Regions from separate parts of the Mus musculus genome. Here region 2 is linked to region 1. Evidence: chromatin contacts called from public promoter capture Hi-C data. All regions are on one chromosome and are shown on one strand. The core of a region is the stretch at or near the end of the contact, and the rest is flanking DNA. Distances in the headings are between cores, read along the strand shown.

Region 1 (3,612 bases), core at 265-2,764:
ATGTGTGCGTGATTGTGGAGGGGTGGGGGAGGCAGAAGAGGGCATTGGATCCCCTGGGGCTGGAGTTACAGGCAGTCATGAGCAGCCCTATGTGGGTGTGAGAACCTAACTTTGGTTCTCTTAACCAGGAAGGCGTTCATCTCTTCTGCCCAAAGGCTTTATTTTTATTTTTTTTCTAAAAAGGGAGCTTCTCTGTGTAGCCCTGGCACTCACTCTGTAGACCAGGCTGATTGACCTCAGCAATCCACCTGCCTCTGCCTTCCTAGTGCTGGGAGTAAAGGTGTGCGCCCCTCCCCCCACCCAAGTTCATCCTGTGTAATGTGTTCCTCTCCTGTGGGAAATAAAAGCTTTCCACTACTTTGTACTTTATATTTTTGAGAAATTACGAGGACAACGAATATAGCAAGCCTGTAATGCCAGCTACTCGGGAAGCTGAGGCGAGCGAATCCCAAGTTCAATGTTAGTTTAGGGTTCCGGGGCAGCCTGGAGACAGACAGAGCAAAGCAAAGCGGTAGAGTGCTGGTAAAGATAGATTTGATCCCATAAAAAAAAAAACACCACAAAATACTGTAAATATATAAAAATGAGAATGATCTTAGGAACGCTGCACTTCTGCTTAGAATTTGTAATCATTTTTTTATTTATCAAAATATATACACGATCAGAAGCAAACGTGGAAAAGTTGGCTCAATGTGGGTCAAGGGCTCTGTGGAAAAAGTTAAGCCCCGGTAAAACTATGGAGCAAAGTGATTCTCTAGGGATGAAATTTGCGAATGCATCAAAGTACTGGCCACTGGCTACACGGGTGCGGCCTCACCAGTACCAACTAAGTGTCCATAAAAAATCCTAGGGAGGAGGTGCCAGATGGGCACGAAAGCAAGCGAGGCATCACCCTTTTTCAAAGTTCAGATTGGCTCCCAGGGCTTAACTCCCCAGGTGTTGGGAGCCCAAGAAGTCCGAGGCAGGTGTTCCCATGAGTCCCCCGGGCGCCGCGGTCAATGTGGCGCGAATCGGGGGCACGAGCCCATATTCTCACACAGGAGGCCCTACAAAAAAAAATGGCGTCGGCTCCACCCCAATGTGGCCAAACTGGGAGCCAGGAGTAACTTCCCTGCGCTTCTGCCCAGCTCCAAGTAGGACGCAGAGAATGCAGCCCGAGGAGAGGCAAGAAAAGATGGCAGGAAGGTCACTGAGGCCTGGGCTGACCTCGAGGCCGAGAGCAGCGCCAGGGAGCCGGCGGGGAGCAGAGCCCCGGTCCCGGCGGCGGCGTCCTTACCTTTATTCTTGGGCATGGCCGCAAAGACTGGCTGGCAGCGTGTGGGACCGCACTCAGGCTGGCGGCAGGAACTGCGGTGACTCCGACGGGCAACGCCGAGAAGTGCGCGCCACGAAGACCGTGCGGGAGGTCGGGAAGCGTGCTCAGGAGAGGCTGGTCACCCGTGCTTGCGAGAGCCTCCCGTGCCCACGCTCGGCAGTGGCAAATGGCGTCGCGGCAGCGGGCGGGGCTTCTCCCCGCCCTCCTCCTCCTCCCCGCCCTCCTCCCCCCCCCCGCCCGCCCGCCCGCCCGCCCGCCCGCCCGCGGAGCCCAGCCTCCCGCGACTCTAAGGCGCAGGCGTGGCCAAGGGGCAGTCCTAGGGTGGGAGCCTAGGGAGAAGCCTGCCAGGGAGGCGTTCACTGCTGCCAGTGGGCACGCAGTAGGTGGAGTGGGGCCTCCGGCGTCCGGAAGGGGGCGGGAGGGGCCCGGGCGGGAGGGGCCCGGGCCCTGCGTCACAGTGGAGGCTTGGAGGAGAGGAGGGGAAATTGAGGTGGTGCAGGCTGCTGGCTTGGGCATCATCTCGGCTTCCTAGCCAAGTGAGCCCCAGGCTTGACAAGGTGCTGACTCACTAACCTCAGAGTTGAGTTTTAATGGGGCCCTTTCACCAGCCCAACCAAGCTGGAAATCTAAGGGGGAAGGAGAGAAGGCACTTCTGCCATCCTCTTCCAAACTTTAATAGAATATTTGCATGATACTTAAAAATAAATCTTGTCCCTAACTCACTGTAGCTAAGTCTGTTTATAATGCTCAACAGAATGCCTGCACATGGTAGGTTGCTCAGCAGACATAGGATAAAAGGAATGGAAGAAAGTCGATGTTAGGGTCCAAATCTCCCAATATTCATGCTGAAGTTCTAACCTGTATGTATATTACTCTGTTTGGATATAAGATCATTAAAGAGCCTATATTGAAATGAGATCCTTAAGACTTGATGCCAAGACTTGACGTTAGCATGGTAACATAGGCCTTTAATCCCAGTACTGTGGAGGCAGAGGAAAGTAAACTATGAGTTACAGGCCAGCCAAGGCTACAGAGTGAGACCCTAACTCAAAACCAAAACCAAAACAAAAGCAATTAGTACCTAGGCATAATGAGGCATAAAAAAGAACAACCAGTTCCTGAGCCCGTAATCATCTGCAAGCCATGAAGACCTCAGAAGAAGCCAGATTTGTCTCTACCTTGACTTTAGACTTGGAATCTTCAAAACTGAGCAAAATAGTAGGTGGGCCTGGTACTCATGCCTATAATCCTAGCACCTGTGAAACTGAGGCAAGAGGATTCCTGCAAATCTATGGGAAAGCTGGGCTACATAGTGAGTTCCAGGCTAGCCTGGGCTACATAGTAAGACCCTGACTACAAAACACACAACACAGTCAAGAGAACGTACATTTTTGATGTTTAAACAACTCGCTCTCCCATTCTTTATTCTGGTGGTTCCAGCAAAGGAATACTGCATAGATTCTCAGAACAACTAACTTCACTTCAAACTAGGTTTATTGGGGCCAGCAAGATGGCTCAGTAGGTAAAAGCATGTACCAGGAAAGTCAGGCAAGCTGAGTTGAGTCCCTGGAACTCGTGGAAGGAGAGAACCAACTCCATAAAGTTGTCCTCTGACAGCCACACCTACCCCTCCATTCTGGCAATAATATAAAGAAATTTAAAGGTAAGCTTATTTTAAATGATCCTCTTGGGAACATTAGCATTTTAACATTCTCTAGGGAAGGAGACTAAATGAAAGAGAAATAAGGTATAATGAACCAACAGTACTTCTCTACCATAGACATTTGGCAATGTCTGGAGACATTTCTGGTTGTCAGGAGTGGAGGTAGGAAGGAATGATGTTGATGCCAGAGTAGAGGCCAGAAATGCTGGCAAGCATCCTACAGCTGCTGCCCTGCCGAGAAACTCAGCGACAGATAGATTTCTCAGAGTGTAATTAAAAGATGACAGGGGAAACCGGGCATGTTACCACACACCTTTAACTCAGCACTCCAAGTCTGAGGTGGCAGGAACTTCTGATTTACATATACAGTGAGACCAGCTCTCAAGAAATGAAAAATGACAGGGGAATCAAAAGGTTCTGGTTTTCTCTTTTCATTTGTATTTTTTCACCCTACAGGCTTTTTTTTTGGGGGGGGGCAAGTCTCACTATGTAGCCCAGTCTTCCTCCATCTCTACAGTGTGGAGATTGCAGAAATGAACTACCATGAATGGCTGAAACTCCAAACGCTTCTAAGATTGGGCTCTGGAGTTTAGAGAGACCTGAGTTTAAACAGATTGTTACAAAACTTCTTACT
Region 2 (3,968 bases), core at 407-2,906, 620 kb before region 1:
TGCTTTCAGGTTTAAGTTAGACACTGTTACTTCCACTTAACCAGTGGAAAAACTTAAGGCACAAACATTCCCTGGTCATTACTGTGTCACATACAATGCTGATGAATATCATCCAGGGTCCACAGATTTATCCCCAAAGGTTAAGTAAGAAAAGCAATGGAAGAAACTTGAAAACCGGATGGTTAGGTCACACTCAGCACAGCGAGCCTGCATCTAGCAATGGTTTACATTAAGAGATTAAAACATCACATAGCCGTAGATTACACAACACCATGCTTGTCAGGCAGTAACTTGCCACTCTCTGGTTGTAGGATGGACTCCCCTGTAAGAATTAAAACACTCTGAAGGCCTCACGTTGGGTGTCATTGGTCTAAAATAGATAGGATTTGTTTGTTTGTTTGAGGGAGAGTCTCACTTTGTAGCCTAGGCTGGCCCCAAACTCCATATGTCCCAGAGGCTGGCCTTGAATTTGCAATCCTCCCACCTCTGTTTCCTGGGATTAGATGAGTGATCTGTCTTAAGTTAATTAGTTTTAACAGCTATCCCAGATGACTATAATAACCAGCCTGCATTAGGGATATATGTCAGAAGAAAACAAACTGGAGGACGGACTCAACATCTTGTTGGTGGCGCTCAACCTTCCTAATGGTTTAATACAGTTTCTCTTGTTGTGGTGACCCCCCAAGCAGAAGGTTATTTCGTTGCTACTTTATAACTATAATTTTACTTGTTATGAATTACAAAGTAACTATCTGATAGGAGACCCCTGTGGGGGGAGAACCGCCATCTTAGGCGATAGTGTGTTTCTTGGGTTGTTGGCTATTATTAAAAGAAAAATAAATGATGAAATGGGTCTAAGTGCCTATGGTCACTCTTTATCTGTCCAAGGGCTCCTTCCTTGTTCTACACTGTCCAGGAGGTAAGAGATTGGTCCTGAGCATCACCGATGGCAGGATGGAGGGGGAACTGGAGGAGAGAGCCAGGGGGAGAGAGTGGAGGGGTGGCAGGGCTTGTGAGAAGGCCATGGGAAGCCAAGGGTGGCCCCAGCCCTCACCTGCATCGTAGAAGGCATCGAGCACGGCCGTCTCCCCGAAGTCGAGCTCCCCGAAGGGGACGGAGGTGAGGTGGGCGCCCTCGGCTTCGCAAGCCCGAAGCAGGCACTTGAGCGCCCCGGCCTCGGGGCCGCCGCCGGCGGCTGCCCCCTGCGAACTTTCGCTGCGCACGTAGACAGCCCGCAGAGCCCGGCGTGGCCCGCGCCCGCCCTCGGCCTCGCCGCCCGCCGCGTCCCCCGTGCTCTCGGGCTCCGCCAGCCCCGCCGCGCCCTCGGGCCCCGGGGGCAGCCTGCCCTGGGGCGGCTCGCCGGCTTCCTCCGGAGCCTCGGCAGGGACTGGCCCGCCGCCGCCGCCGCTGCCGCCGCCGCCCTCCATGTGACTGGCCCGCGGGGCTGGCGGCTTCGAAGCCCAGGTGCTCTTCCCCGAGACACCTGCTGCACAGGCGGATGACGGACGGGCGGACCGGAGGACGGACGGCGGCCGCAGGGAGCCGGAGCAGGGGGCGGGCGCAGAGGCCGGGGCGGGCAGGTGACCACGGGTTCTCCGGCGGCCGGCGGAGCGGAGCTCAGGGCCGGCTTGCCCCGAGCGCCCTTTGAAAGCCCGCGAGAAAGAGGCGGGGGCTCCGACGTCAGGACGGGCGGAGGGGGCGCTGCCGAGAGCCTCGGGGCAGCAACGCCAAGGGCGCCCCCTGCCGGCTCCCCCGCGCAGCGCCCCCAGCCCGGACGCCGGCCGAGGCGAGGATTGCAGGGCTCAGCTCGATTTGGCTCTCCTTGGGTCCTCCCCTCGTTCTTCCTTTGAACTACTGTTACAAACTCGTTTCCTTGGCTTCCTTCCTTTTTTCCTTCCTTCGTTCTTTCCTTCTTTCCTCCCTCCCTGACTTCCTCCCTTTCTTCCTTCCTTCCTTCATTCCTTCCTCCCTCCCTTTCTCTATCTTTCCTCCCCCTCTTTTTTTTTCTTTCATCATTTTTCCCCGCCCCCACGCCTGCCCACCAAACAAGTTGAAGCTTTCAACCACAGTAGACTTTCAAGGCACTAATTGGATATTGATAATCAGTTCCAAACTAAGTGCACATGCAGCTTTAACTCTACATCAGGAGGATGAGCAATGCCTCATTTGGCACTCGCCACTGTCCAGGACATAACCTCCCTGAGCCCTGTCTTGCAGCCTTATTTGTCTTGACTTTGGTAGTGACCTTGACAAGGTATGGGGAGGGTGCTGGCAAGCCAACATTTGTTTGCCTGGGAAATACACTCCCGTAAAAGTGCGCTGCCTACCTGACCTCTGAAATACTAAGGCTCCAAAGAGGTCTCCACTGCATCTCTGCAGCTCACCATTTTAGTCTCCAGCATTACATTATATTTAAACAATAAAATGCACTACAAGTTGTCATGTGGTGGTGGAGTTGTCTTTTTAACAGCTGCTTCTAGGTATAATTTACAAACCACCTAGAACAAAATGGCTGGCTGGATCTTTAGTGTAGTCCCAGTTCTGTGTCCATCACGACAACTTTTAGAATGCCTGAACACTCCACTACCCACCCCACCTGCACCCCCACTACCTTTTAGAAATCACTTTTTATTCCGTCCTCTGAAATAACCAGCCCTTAGCAAACCATCAGCCCTGGCTCTCTATTTGCCTTGTCTGTACATTTCCTATACTGGATGGAATCAAAGTGTGAAAATGGGTTTTCATTTGCTTTGTATTCAGTGCTAAGAGGAGAATGTCTGGGTTGCATGAAGGATATGTTTAACCTTTGAAGAAATTCACTGCTTTCCAAAGTGGTTGCATCATTTCGCATTCCCATGGAAGTGTAGAAGTGTTCCATTTCCTCTATAACCCCAGCAACACTTGTGACTGTCTCTTTCTTCATTACAGCTCCTAGTGGGTACTAGAACTCATTCTGATTTCGAGTTGCAATTCCCTGTTGGCTAAAGGTGATCAGCATCTTGTTCTACACTCCTGTCTCATTCATGTAACTTCTTTGGAATATTATCTATCTAGGCCATTTGCCAACTTTTTAATTGTTTTGTTTTGTCCATGCAAGTGCATGCACGCATTCGTGTGGAGGCCAGAAGACTCTGGGTGGTATATGGCAGGCGCCATCCACACCATCCAATTTGGCTTTGAGACAGGTTCTCTCTCTGGCCGGGAACTCACCAAGTAGGCTGGTCTGACTGCCCAAAGAGCCTGCCTGGCTCCACCTCACCAGTGCTATGGCTCAACCCCCCCCCCCCCCAAATAAAAAGATAGTGAAAATATCCATGGAAATGCTACAAGAAATCCTTCCCTAGTTCCAGCCTTAGTAGAAATCAGGAACATTATGAGTGGTGGCATTGTGTCTCTGAGGAAATGTGTGAGAACACTCAGGCAGGACTTGGAAAAACTTTCAACACCTGTTCTGTTCTAAGAATTTTTTTTTTTTTTTAGTATGGTGCTATACAAGGACACATGTGTTCCTTGCAACCTTGCAATGCACAATAGTAGTAATTTTCCTAATGTGCTTGTTCATCTGAAATTACTCCAGTGACTGGCACAGCCTTTCAAAGGGCAAAGTCACACATTTGAAACCCCTTTTGCCGGTGTCTGTTGTCTTCGCAGCAATCTTCTCCAATTCCTCTCAGAGCTCTCTGGGGCCTGGCTGCTGGAGCGAAAAGCCCGGGAGTTGGGAATTATGGCTTGAATAACATCTTTCTCTAAATCCAAACCCTGCCGAGAAAAGAACCTACCATTTACCCAGCTAACAAGCACCTTCCCTGAAGTTGGCACACACAGCCACTAGCCCATTGTCTCCAGCAATTTGTACACATGAAGCAGGCCTCATTGGCCAATGTCCTTCCAGCTCCCTCTAGCCCCTCCGGGGAGAAAATTGCAAAATGCTGCCTTAGTCTTGCCTGTTTAGTTGAACAGGTATTCTT

Evidence for each region. Promoter capture Hi-C pulls out the DNA fragments that hold promoters and counts their contacts.
Region 2: a contact with region 1 is called in a promoter capture Hi-C map of pre-B cells, with 4 times the contacts expected there. The contact joins the promoter of Map3k15 here to the promoter of Eif1ax in region 1. A contact is called at or near these places in 2 of 39 promoter capture datasets (cranial neural crest and pre-B cells) and 1 of 115 datasets of contacts at active chromatin or transcription factors (memory CD8 T cells).

Annotation. Positions count from the first base shown.
Region 1 is chrX:159,370,080-159,373,691 of GRCm38.p6, reverse strand. It overlaps Eif1ax (eukaryotic translation initiation factor 1A, X-linked), which reads right to left and starts at 1,514. Exons shown (of 7, transcript NM_025437.5): 1 at 1,277-1,514. The coding sequence starts at 1,292.
Region 2 is chrX:159,985,892-159,989,859 of GRCm38.p6, reverse strand. It overlaps Map3k15 (mitogen-activated protein kinase kinase kinase 15), which reads right to left and starts at 1,656. Exons shown (of 29, transcript NM_001163085.4): 1 at 1,055-1,656. The coding sequence starts at 1,427.